Regions from separate parts of the Mus musculus genome. Here region 1 is linked to region 2. The links are chromatin contacts, called in public HiChIP or PLAC-seq maps. All regions are on one chromosome and are shown on one strand. The core of a region is the stretch at or near the end of the contact, and the rest is flanking DNA. Distances in the headings are between cores, read along the strand shown.

What was found. HiChIP or PLAC-seq counts read pairs in DNA pulled down with a chosen protein or histone mark.
Region 1: an HNF4G HiChIP or PLAC-seq map of pancreatic cancer cells shows a contact between it and region 2. The contact joins the promoter of Plk5 here to the promoter of Fstl3 in region 2. A contact is called at or near these places in 3 of 39 promoter capture datasets (the C10 cell line, the SN4741 cell line and stem cell-derived epiblast-like cells) and 1 of 115 datasets of contacts at active chromatin or transcription factors (pancreatic cancer cells).

The regions. Positions count from the first base shown.
Region 1 is chr10:80,353,277-80,359,051 of GRCm38.p6, reverse strand. Plk5 (polo like kinase 5) reads right to left here and starts at 2,593. Exons shown (of 15, transcript NM_001347124.1): 1 at 2,385-2,593; 2 at 961-1,068; 3 at 694-810; 4 at 136-265. The coding sequence starts at 2,489.
Region 2 is chr10:79,775,747-79,781,473 of GRCm38.p6, reverse strand. It overlaps Fstl3 (follistatin-like 3), which reads right to left and starts at 4,200. Exons shown (of 5, transcript NM_031380.2): 1 at 4,077-4,200; 2 at 2,726-2,911; 3 at 1,294-1,509; 4 at 123-350; 5 at 1-42. The coding sequence starts at 4,173.

The DNA.
Region 1 (5,775 bases), core at 1,344-3,843, 580 kb before region 2:
CCCCTCACCATCCTCCCATCCCCCTCACCATCCTCCCAGCACCTCACCATCCTCCCATCCTCCCAGCTTCTCACCATCCTCCCATCCCCCTCACCATCCTCCCAGTCCCTCTGAAAGTCCTTTCCTTATGCTTACTGGGTTTCAGGTCCCTGTGCACGATGCGTTGTTGGTGCAAGTAGCGCAGGCCGCTGACCAGGCCCCGAAGGTAATAGCGCACTTCAGGCTCTGTCAGAGTCCGCCGCACTTTCAGCACATGAGCCAAGGACTGTAGAGGGACCTGGTACTTGTTAGATGGGTTGTGGATCTGGGTGGGAGAGCAGGGCTGAGGGTGTGTAGACCCAGGTGGGTACACAGGGTCATATGTGGGAACAGGGGACACTATTGGCTGGACAGAGGGATCCAAGTGAACATGGCACGGGCACAAGCAGACACATAGTCACAGGGAGGCAAAGGCACAGGTGGGACAGGGAAGAGACCTCCTGCCTGGCTCTCAGTGACCTGACCCCTGCCCTACCCAGACACCCCCTCAAGCAACAGGGAGTGCTGGACACTGCTCCACACTGCCTGGCTTAGCAGACCCAGTGCCAACATATCAAGCCCCGCCCATCCAACTAAGCCCCGCCCAGTCCTCAAGCCCCGCCCCGTTGCCCCAAGCCCCACCCCGCTGACCAGGCCCCTTCCCAATCCGGCCACCTGGCGGCTACAATACTCCAGCACCATGTACACGTGATCGCGGTCAGCAAAGTGTGCGTGGAAGGCCACGATGTTGCGGTGGCGCAGGCGGCTGTGCAGGGCGATCTCACGCTCCACCTGTGTCCCCATGAAGGATCCTCAGCTGCAGAGCAGGAGACAGGCCCTAGGCCTGGCTCGCTCGCAGGGAGGGAAGCAGGGCAACTGTCTGCTGGGGGTAACGGGGTGTGTGTGTGTGTGTGTGTGTGTGTGTGTGTGTGTGTGTCTCACCTTCCCGCGCAGGCGCAGCCGCCCCGCTCCGCCCCTTGGCACCACCTTAAGAGCGAACACAGCGCTGGTGGACATGTCCGTGAGCTTGTAGCAGCGGCTGAAGGCTCCCTGCGGAGGACAATAAGCAAGGTGTAGACAGCGAAGCGCACCTGGAGACACTGGCTTTCAACACACTCAGCCAAGAAGAGACACTGCAGCGATCACACCCCAACACCCCACACCCTAGCTGCACACCAAAGAGAAGAGACCCACGGACTTTGCCAGAGCAGGACTTTGTACTCTCCTATACAGGACAGTGAGGGACTCACGACACCCAGAAACACAAACCCCACACACATAACATCCACCCAACACCCCACAGAGCATCCACACAGAACCCAGATATACAGCGCCCATATAAACCACTTACATACACCTACAAACACAGCACCCCACACTGTATCCACATACAGTATCCAGGCACAGAACCACACACACAACACCCAGACACACCCCCAAGCACACCCCTCGCGGCACTTCCACACGCCTACAAACACTCCCGACTTGGCATCCACACACAGCTCTCATATACAGAAGGCTCCCACACAACCCAGCCAGACACCTGCCCACAGCGCTTACACACACAACTACACACACACAACACATAGACCGACAACATTTAGACACCCAACACACACACACACACACACACCATACATCCATACAAAACACATCTGGACACACAGCATACAGCCTCTAAATACCCAGACACACAAAACCCAGAAACAAACTCATGACAACACCGATCCAGCACAGACACACAAAACAATACCCAGATGCACAGCTTCACCCAGACACTCAGCAGCCAGACAGTATGTAATGTTTAACAGGGGAATGCCTTCAAACAACACCCAGACACACAGCACAGCAACCAGGTGCACCGGATACACAACACCCAGACACACATCACTCAGACACCTGAACACAACGCAAAACAGCCCCTGAGCCCAAGCCGCGCACTCTTCCACTAAGGGAGCAATCCCCATCCACAGCCAGGCAGGGGAGCCTGGTGCAGAGCGCGGATCCCACGCATAGCTCAGCACCCACAGCCCCGCGGGCCCACCGTGGAGATGACAGCCCGCCACTGCGTGCGGAGCGCCAGCTGTGCACCCAGAGGATGCTCAGCGCCCGCGCTAACGCGGGAAACGCACACACCCTGCACACGCTCCGCACAGCCCTCAGACAGAGCACCAAGTGCGGTTCTCGCCTCGCCATCGCAGCCCGGACCCCAAACTCCGGGGACCCAAGGCTCCAGCTATGGCGCGCGGGGTCCCGTCCTACCCGAGACCCCCGCCCCCTCAACTCTCTCCGTTCCCGCGCTTTGAACTCGCGCGCGCGTGTGTTTGTGTACGTGTGTGTGTGTGTACGGACGCGGGAACTCCCACCTTGCCGATCAGCTTCCCGCGCCGGTACACGCGCCCCGAGCCTGGGTCGCGCAGGAAGGTGGCCACAAGCTGGCGGCTCCGCCGCCGCCGGGACCGGGGCTCCATCTGCGCAGGTTGGGCCTGAGTGCGCAGCGCGCGCGGGGACTGCGCAAGCCAGTGCTGCCTGCAGCGCTGCCGATCTGAGCCGGGGAGCAGCGGGAGCGGGTCTTATTGGAGAGTGGGGGCGGGGCGGGGCGGGGCCCGGACGCCGGTGGGGTCCCGCCTGCACCCGAAGCCGAGTGGCAGGTGCTCTGGAGCCAACCGGGAGCCAGATACCTGGCTTAGTTCAGCCGCGCTCCCAGACCTGCACCTCTTGGGACTTGTTAACAGCGCTTGGTTCACCCATCCGGGAAACTGAGGTCCAGAGAACTCTCTGCTGGTTTCTTTGCAGAGGTGCCCGCCCCAGGATTCTCTCGGGGGTACAGGGGAGGCCGGTGACCAGAGGACCAAACGCATCTGGCTGGGTGCTCCCTACGGGAGCGACCTGTGGGGCTTCATCAACTTGGGCACTGGGAAGGCTCAGCGGGATTCAGAGAAGGCCGCCTGGGGACGTCTGAGGACATGTAGACCAAAGAATCAGGGCTGGGAGGCTATGGACACAAAAGAGTCACCGTGGCATGGGATGCCACAGAAGACATTGCAACCAGGATGAGGGGCAGATGTGGGCATGTGTGCGACGCTAGCTCTGATGGCCTACAGGGCACTGACCCTTAAAGCGGAGATGGACGTTTGGGTGTGGCTGATAGAAGAGAGCAAGGAGCCAGGGACTTCAGAACCTCAGGCTACCTCTTCGCCGGAGCCCACCCCTCCCCTCCCCCGCCCCCACCCCGTGCTGAATGCAGCATTTCTGCACCTCAAGAATCTGGGGCCCCGCCTGCATGTGCCAGGTGGGAGTCCCCTCACTCCCAAAGCCAGGCAGGCACAGGGCAGGGTGTGAGCCCTACCATCTGCCTCTGGTATTAATCCGGAACGTTACATAACACAGTAAATGCGGAGGGATTAGCCTCACTCCGTGTGGCTGGATTCAGGCTATGGAATTTTCCAGAGCCAGAATTTGGAATCTGGCCTGGCCCGTGCCACCAAGGGGGACAAGAAGCACCCCTTGAGTGCTCCCAAGTCTTAGTAGTCCCCAGGAAGCCCTGAGGGTGAGCTGAGTGTACCATGGGGAACGAGGCTGGTTCAATTTACTGGTGTCTCCTTTGGAGCTGGGGTGACAGTCCCCAGTTGTTCAGAGGCCAGGCTGCAGCCAGTAAGCCCAGGACCCCTGCTAAAGGGAAGCCGGTCAGGGTGGGGATGGGGAGGGGGTGACAGGAAGTGGAACAGAGCCATTCCCATGGCTGGCACTAAACTCCTCCATAGCAGATCTGTCTGGCAGAACACTTACTATGTTTGCTAAATAACATTGGGATGGTCAAGTGCCTACTTCGTGCTAATCTCTGAAGGGTTCTTTGTGCCCCCAAGATAGCCCCAGCCCAGCCTCTATAAAAGGATGCATTTGAGAAGTTTAAATAGCCCATGTCTTTAATCCCAGCACTGGGGAGGCAGAGGCAGGCGAATTTCTGAGTTCAAGGCCAGCCTGGTTTACAGTGTCAGTTCCAGGACAGCCAGGGCTACACAGAGAAACCCTGTCTCAAAAACCCAAAAATAAATAAATAAATAAATAAATAAATAAATAAATAAATAAATAAATAAAATGAATTGGTTCCAGGTTCAAGCACACTGAGAAAGAAGAAGACTTAGGGGTCCTGAGACACCTGAAGGGTAAAGCTCCTGCCTCTGACCTCGACGACCTAAGCTCAATTCCTGGGACCCACCCTGAAAGAAGAGAACCAACTCCCACCCAAAGGTGTCCTATCCTCTGCTGCCCACAGGAGCATTGGTGTGTATGTGCCGGCAGTGACACACAGCAATGAGAAGGACAACTTTTCAAAGCCTGAGACTCTTTCAAGGCCTTTTCTGGGACCTGGTCTCTAGGTTAGGTACCATTCATGCCCCAAGTGGCAGACCAAGTACCTGGGGTTCTTGCAAGCTCAGGGTCTCCCAGCATGGCTCTAAGATGGGGTGGACCATGAATATCTGGCAGCTGCATTGTGGTCCCCTGGCTTCCTGCCCCAGTGAAGAGCAGAGACAGGCACTTGGGTGGGTGGCTGAGTCCACAGAATAACAGCAACTTCCTGGGACAGAAGAGACATAGTGTCTGGCCTGGAGCCCTGCAGTGTGCACATCAGCTGATGGCTCTCTCTCTCTCTCTCTCTCTCTCTCTCTCTCTCTCTCTCTCTCTCTCTCGCCTGGCTGATCCTGGGGCTTCTGGCTGAGACTGCACTGAGGAGCAAAATAAATGGCCTTCTGTCAGCCTGTGCCCTGCTGAGGAGGGACATTCCACTCCCCAGCCTTGGGTACACAGCGGGTTCACTCTGTGCTAACTGAGACCCTTGTCTCAAAAACTCAAAGGAGAAAAGGAAGGAAGAGGGGGGAGATGGACATGGACACAGAGATGTCCACAGCAGCCAGCAGGTAGAGATATCTGTGCCTATAAACTGATGATGGACACACGGTGAGGCCTACCCACATACTGGAATATCATGCAACCATGAACAGGAACGAGATTTTTTGTTTGTTTGTTTGATTGTTTTTTCGAGACAGGGTTTCTCTGTATAGCCCTGGCTGTCCTGGAACTCACTCTGTAGACCAGGCTGGCCTTGAACTCAGAAATCCGCCTGCCTCTGCCTCCCAAGTGCTGGGATTAAAGGCGTGCGCCACCACGCCCGGCTCAGGAACGAGATTTTTGACACCCACATCATTGAAGGCCCTTAAGGCTCAGTGAGAGACCTAGATGCAAAAGGCCACACAGTTTGGAACTCCATGAGAGACCAATAGAGACAGGAAGTGGGTCTGTGGGTGCTGGAAGTTGGGAGTTGGTGAGAGTTCATATCGAATGGCAGTGGAGCTTCAGGATGGAGATAAATGGTAGAGACAACTGCGCAAGTGTGTGGGCGAGGTTCAAGTTGCTGAGCCACGCACCAAAAAGTAAGAAATGCTCACATACCACAGGATGGCCTCGAACTCCTAAACCTCCTGTCTCCGCCCTGGATAGCAGGCATGTGCTGTCACACCTGGCAAACACTGGCCGGCTTTATGTTAGTCACAGTCACTGAGGTCCCATGGCCCATGGTCTTAGGCATGACCTTCAGCCTGACTGTTCACCCCTCACACCCCAAGCTGCTGCGTCCCCATGCTCAGCCCTTCCATCTTCCGTCTCTGCTCTCCCGCTGACCTGAGATAACTCTTAAGACTCAGCAGATTTCTCTGGAGAAGACTTGGGAAGCATTGCTCAAAATACCTGCCGCAGGTG
Region 2 (5,727 bases), core at 2,951-5,450:
ACACGAAGTTCTCTTCCTCCTCTGCTGGTACTTTGGGGCCACCTACAAGTATGGAGGCGACAGTAAGCATGGCGCACTGCCCCTTGGTGGACCAGATGCCCAGACCCACTCACATCTCTCACCTGTGCAGATGCCTGGGTGCCGAACCCCAATGGAGCGGCCCAGGAAGCAAGTGGCCTGGCGCAGGTGACACGACGAGATGTAGGTAACGTTGTTGTTGCCACAGAGTTCTTGGCCGGGGTTGGAAGGTACTGGGCAGGGCGCAGCGCGACACACCACGCAGTGTGCGCTGCCGGTCTGATCCACAAGGCACGACTGGGGACGCGGGCACACTACCTGAGCGCAAGACTCTGAAAGCCCGAGAAAGGGTGGGTCAGGTGCAGGATGGTGTCTCCTCCCTGTGAGTCCACCTACCCTCAGACAAGGACTCCACCCGAAAATCCCACTCCTAGGACAAAAACGCACCGCCACTCTTCGAGCCCTGCCCTGGGACACTAGCCCCACCCTGCTGTCAAGATCTACTAGATTGCAAGCGCCACTCCTCTGTTAAGCCCCGCCCCAGAACACAAGCCCCTTCAACTGTTAAGCCCCGCCCCTCAGAGAAATCCCGCCCCCAGAATGACAGCCTCACCCAGTTGTCAATCCCTGCCCCAGTCTACCAAGCTCTACCCATCAGCTTGCCTTCATGGCCACACCCACATTTTCTCCCTCCCCAGTCCATCACAAGCCTCTTCCCGTGGCTGCTCACCTTCCCCGCGCGTCAGCACTTGTAAGGGCACGCTGGCCCGCAGGGCACACCCTGCAGCTCACAGCCCTGCTCCTGGACACGCCCGAGAGTTGGCGCTACACAGGGGCTGGAGCTCGATCTTTGCAGCCTGCCTTCTTTGGTTCGCACTTGACCCGACCCACAGTTTTGCATAGCTCTGCCCCTCCCTCAGGCCCCGCCCCCCTAGCATCAGCAACCAGTGATTTCCGTAAAGTGCAATCAGCGAGGCTCTGCCCCTTCTTCTCGCTAGGTGTGGACTTGGGCAACAACCGGATAGGCTCCGCCCCTGCATAATCACACCTTCCCCTAGGCCCCGCCCCTCAGCCGGCCTTACCTTGGTCTTGCCGTTTGCCAGGCCCCGCCCTCTCTAGACTCCGCCCCTCAGCCAGCCCTATCTTTTCCCAGGCTTCGCCTTTCCCAGGCCTGAGGTGCCTCCCTGTCCTCCCCTCCCTAGCCCCACCCCCAGGTCCTGCCTGATTCCTTGGCCCCGCCCCGCGTCCCCGCCCCTCCACGGTCACAGCTCTTACTTTGACAGCGGCCGCGGTACATGACGCGCAAGTCTGGGTGTCCGCGACAGCGCGCGGTGCGCAGTTCGCATTCGTCCCGGTAGGTGGCGCCATCAGAGCCGCAGACCTGGAAGCCCGCGGGAAGCCCCTCGCAGTTGGGCACGCACTCGCAGTGTGGACGGCCCCCCAGCATGCGGCACGCCTTGCCGGGGCCGCACTCCACTCCGTCGCAGGAATCTGAGGACACAGAGCACACACGAGTGCGGTTCCCACATGTCACTGGAGTCCAGGTGCACCGTGATGCACAATTACTGGATGCATCCATTACTGGTTTCTACTAGGACCTCCCCAAAGAGGCATGGGGGAGAGGTTCGTTCACTCTGCACATCTTTATGTCTCAGGTGGGGAAACTGAGGTTCGCCTAGACATTCTTGTGTTGGCATTTACACCTAGCCACATACTCTGTTTTTTTGAGTTGGCCTCAAGTAGCCTAGGCTACTCAAACTTGCTTTGTAGCCAGGGCTGGCCTTGAACTCTTGATTATCCAGGATCTGGAGAGACCTACATTTCAGGGTTACACCTGGGTACCCCCCCCCAGAGGGCCCACCCACCATACATCTGGAACTGACCCTCTAGCCAGCTTTAGGAAATCAAAGAAAGAAAAGGGAGGGGGCAAATTTCCATCCCCAGTCCCGAGGACCAGAGGAGGCTGGGAGGACAGTCAGGCCCTCAAGCCCCGGAAAGGCTTTTCTTGAAATCCCTCCTCTTCTCAGAAGCTAGAGGAGGAGGGGAGTGTGGCAATGGGCTCTGGACCACACAGCCAGGCTGATGGGAGATTAATCCTACCCCTGAGGCCAATGCAGGCTCCTTCCCTATCCTCCTATCCCTGAGGGTCTGCAGCCCTGCCCAGCTTCCTCCTGGATGAGCTGCCTGATGTTGCTCCTACCTCTAGAGACTAACCCTAGACCCAGTGCACTCTTCCATATGGGCTTCACTCAACAAACTCCTAATCATCACCCCGACCCTAGATCTTATGCCTGCTTCCTCCAAATCCTTCCCATCACTTTCTACTGGTTCAGCCCCAAGCACAGAGAGGCCAGGGGTGCCCTCTGTCACCTGGACTGTTATTCATTCACCTCAGCAGGGACGCGGGTGGCGGGCGTGCTCAGAATAAAGCACAGGCAGATACTCCAGGCATATTAGCTATGTAAAATGTGTGGTGCTCAGGGTCCCATGAGGGTAGCAGTACGGACGGACATAGCCTGAATGCCTGGTCAGGATTTAAGGCTAAGTTCCTCCCCACCAGGTGAGGTAGGATGCAGGTTAGGGGCTTTACATGATGAAACCAGGGGGCTTCTCAAAGCCTCCGCAAGTCGTGGGCCCCAGGGTCCCCTCCCCAGTTCCCCATTCACTCTGGGTCTTGTCTGCCATCAGGAGCCCCCCACGGCTTCACCTTTGCAGGGGAGGCAGTGGACGAGGCCCAGGAACCCTAGCAGGCTGATTTTATTGCCTGGGTGGGTGAAGTTGGACCAGGCGGTGTTGATGTTGCCGGAAGCACAGCACTCCTCCCGGCTGACACGAGTCTTCAGCACCAGACTGCAGGTGGCCTCTCTGCCCTGCTGGAGCCAGCACACGCCACCTATTTGGAAGGAGGAGGAGGAATGGGGAAGCTCCAGACCCCATCTCTACCTAAGAATTATCCCTATACATGATCTTTGTGGAACAAACTCCCAACTAACCCCCAACACCTCAGATCTAATTCCCCCAGCCAATTCAGAGATGTCCATAGCTATCCTAAATGCCCTGTACAGGAAGAAAGGGCAGAAAGCCACAGCTGTGGCTCGAGCTCTTCTGTGGAGGGAACCCTTCTCCTCTGAGCCGCACCCGAGTGCTCCACCACCAACTCCCGCCTGGCCTCCAGGCCTGAGAACTGGCACCCTGCCCAGCCCCTTCAAATGCCAGGCGCTCGGCATGTGAGGGTCTGTGGGCCTGCACTGGCTTCCCGCCTCTGCCCTCTGTCTAGACAGTGCCCAGGACAGCCGAGCCCCCGGCTTGCAGCCCCCCCTCGCCTGACCCGCCTCTTACTCACTCCAACTGGGGAACATTCCCTCTGCGTGAGCTCACTCCCCTGGGACAGGGACGGGGGACGCGGCCCTAGGGGAGGGGGCTTGGCTCCCTTGGAGGGCAGCAGCCTTGCAGGGCTGGTAGGGGCTAGAACACAGAACCTTTGGCTTTCTTCACCCTTAAGTGAAGACAGCCGCACACCTCCCCCCCCCCCCCCGCCCCCATCAGAACTCATTCTTGCTCAAGAGACACTGCCGAACGCCTTCCATGAACTGGGCCCCAGCACCTCTGCAAAGGCTTTACAAAAAGGGAGACTGAGGCTGGAGCTCTCCTGGCCAGATGCAGGTATACCATTCTACCTGAGGCATCTCATCCAGAGACTCCTGAAACCCTCTGCCTAAGTGGCATTAGCAGGGCCAGCCACCCAGAGATGTCTCTCTAGGGCCTACAGAGCCACCTACCACGTCACTTAAAAGGTTCATGACCCTGGGCCTCAGTTTACCTATCCTGAAAACGGGGAGGAAAAAGTACCCACAAGTTTCGGCTGTTCTGTGGACTCATGGGAAAGCATGTAAACAGTAAGAGCTCAATAAATAAATGTCAGTCCTCTTTTGAGGCTGGAGGCGTGGAGTCCCGCATTCGCCCACCCAGCCAGAGCACACCCCAGACATCCCCCTGCCGCATTCCTCAGGCCACGTGGGTGGCCCGCTCGCCCGCCCCTTCCGCCCAGCCCCACTCACCGGGCACAGAATCCTCGGAGCCCATCACGGCGCCCACGGATCCCACTGTCCAGACCAGGGCTCCCCAAAGCAGCGGCCACAGTGCCCCAGAACGCATGGCGAGTGTTGGGCAGCAGCGGGGACTCAGCGAGTGCAGACGCCTCGGCCTATAAAAGCCCAGGGCGGGCGGGGCCGGCGGCGGGCGGGGCGGGGCGCAGCGGGACGGACGTGTCCCCGAGGCGCAGGGCCCGGGCCTGCGCGGGGGTGGCCACCGGGGGCAGGCCGTGTCCCATCTGGGAACCAGACAGTTGTCTAGGAAGAACAGTCCACAATGGGGTCAGGTCACAAAGTGTGGCCCGGAGGGCATGTCCTGGGAGGTGGACACCTCCAGGTGTCCAGTGTTCCTTTGGGGATCTCTGGGGTGCAGGTGAGAAGCCCCACCTGGGCTAAGCGGGTATTGAGGTTACCATCTGGTCTCTTTAGCCTCTTGCCTAACCTTCACCATGACAGTACCCACGGTTGCAAAGGGTGTCCCCATGCTGTTCCAAACTATTTAAAGACTCATACCTACCATTCTAGCCTTTGGAGGCTGAAGCAGGAGGATTGCTGTGAGTTTGAGGCCAGCTAGGGCTTCAGAGTGCATCAAACTAAAGTTGAGGTTGTCTGTAGCTAGCTCCGTGGGAGCTAGAGTGCTCCCCCAGCTCACACAGGCCCTGGAGTCCACCGGCACAAAAGGGATGGTGCACACCTGCCATTCCAGCTCTCAGGAGGTAACGGCTGGTGGATCAAGAGTTCAAGGACATTCTCAGCTACACAGGGAATTCAAGGCTAGCCTGGGCTACCTGAGACCCTGACTCAAAAAGGGAAAACGAAGCCAAACCCAGAGTTTAGAGGATGGCTCAGGGGTTAAGACTGATTGCTTCAGAGACAGGAAGACCTGAGTTCAAATCTCCAGCATCCATGTAAAAAGCCAATGTGGGGCAAGGACGCCTGTAATCCCAGGTATGTGGGGGTGGAGACAGGAGGATTGCTGGGGCTTGCTGGTCACCATACCTGCAACTTCAGTGAGAGACTCTTGTCTCAAAGGAATAAGGCCAGATGTGAGAGAGGGGACACCTGATGTCTTCTGGCCTCTGTGAATGGATATGTGCACATAGGAAAAAAAAATCATCCGGCAGGAGTTGTACCCCAGAATCCCAGCACTTATGGGGGCCACAAATTCAAGTTCAATCTGGTTTACAAAGAGAGCACAGGCCAGAAAGACTCTATCTAAGAAACAGGATGGGAGCTGGAGAGATGGCTCACTTAAAGAGCACTGACTGGTGTTCTAGAGGTCCTGAGTTCAATTCACACATGGTGGCTCACAACCATCTGTAATGTCCTCTTCTGGTGTGTCTGAAAACAGCAGCATTGTACTCACATACATAAAATAAATAATCTTTAAAAAAAAAAAGAAGAAGAAATACTAATTCCAGCACTCGGGAGGCAGAGGCAGGCGAATTTCTGAGTTCAAGTCCAGCCTGGTCTACAGAGTGAGTTCCAGGACAGCCAGGGCTATACAGAGAAACCCTGTCTCAAAAAAAAAAAATACTTTGAAGAAACAGGATAGGATAGCTCAGTGGTCTGGCTTGGTGGACTACACCTCTACTCCCAGATCTTGGGAGGCAGAGGC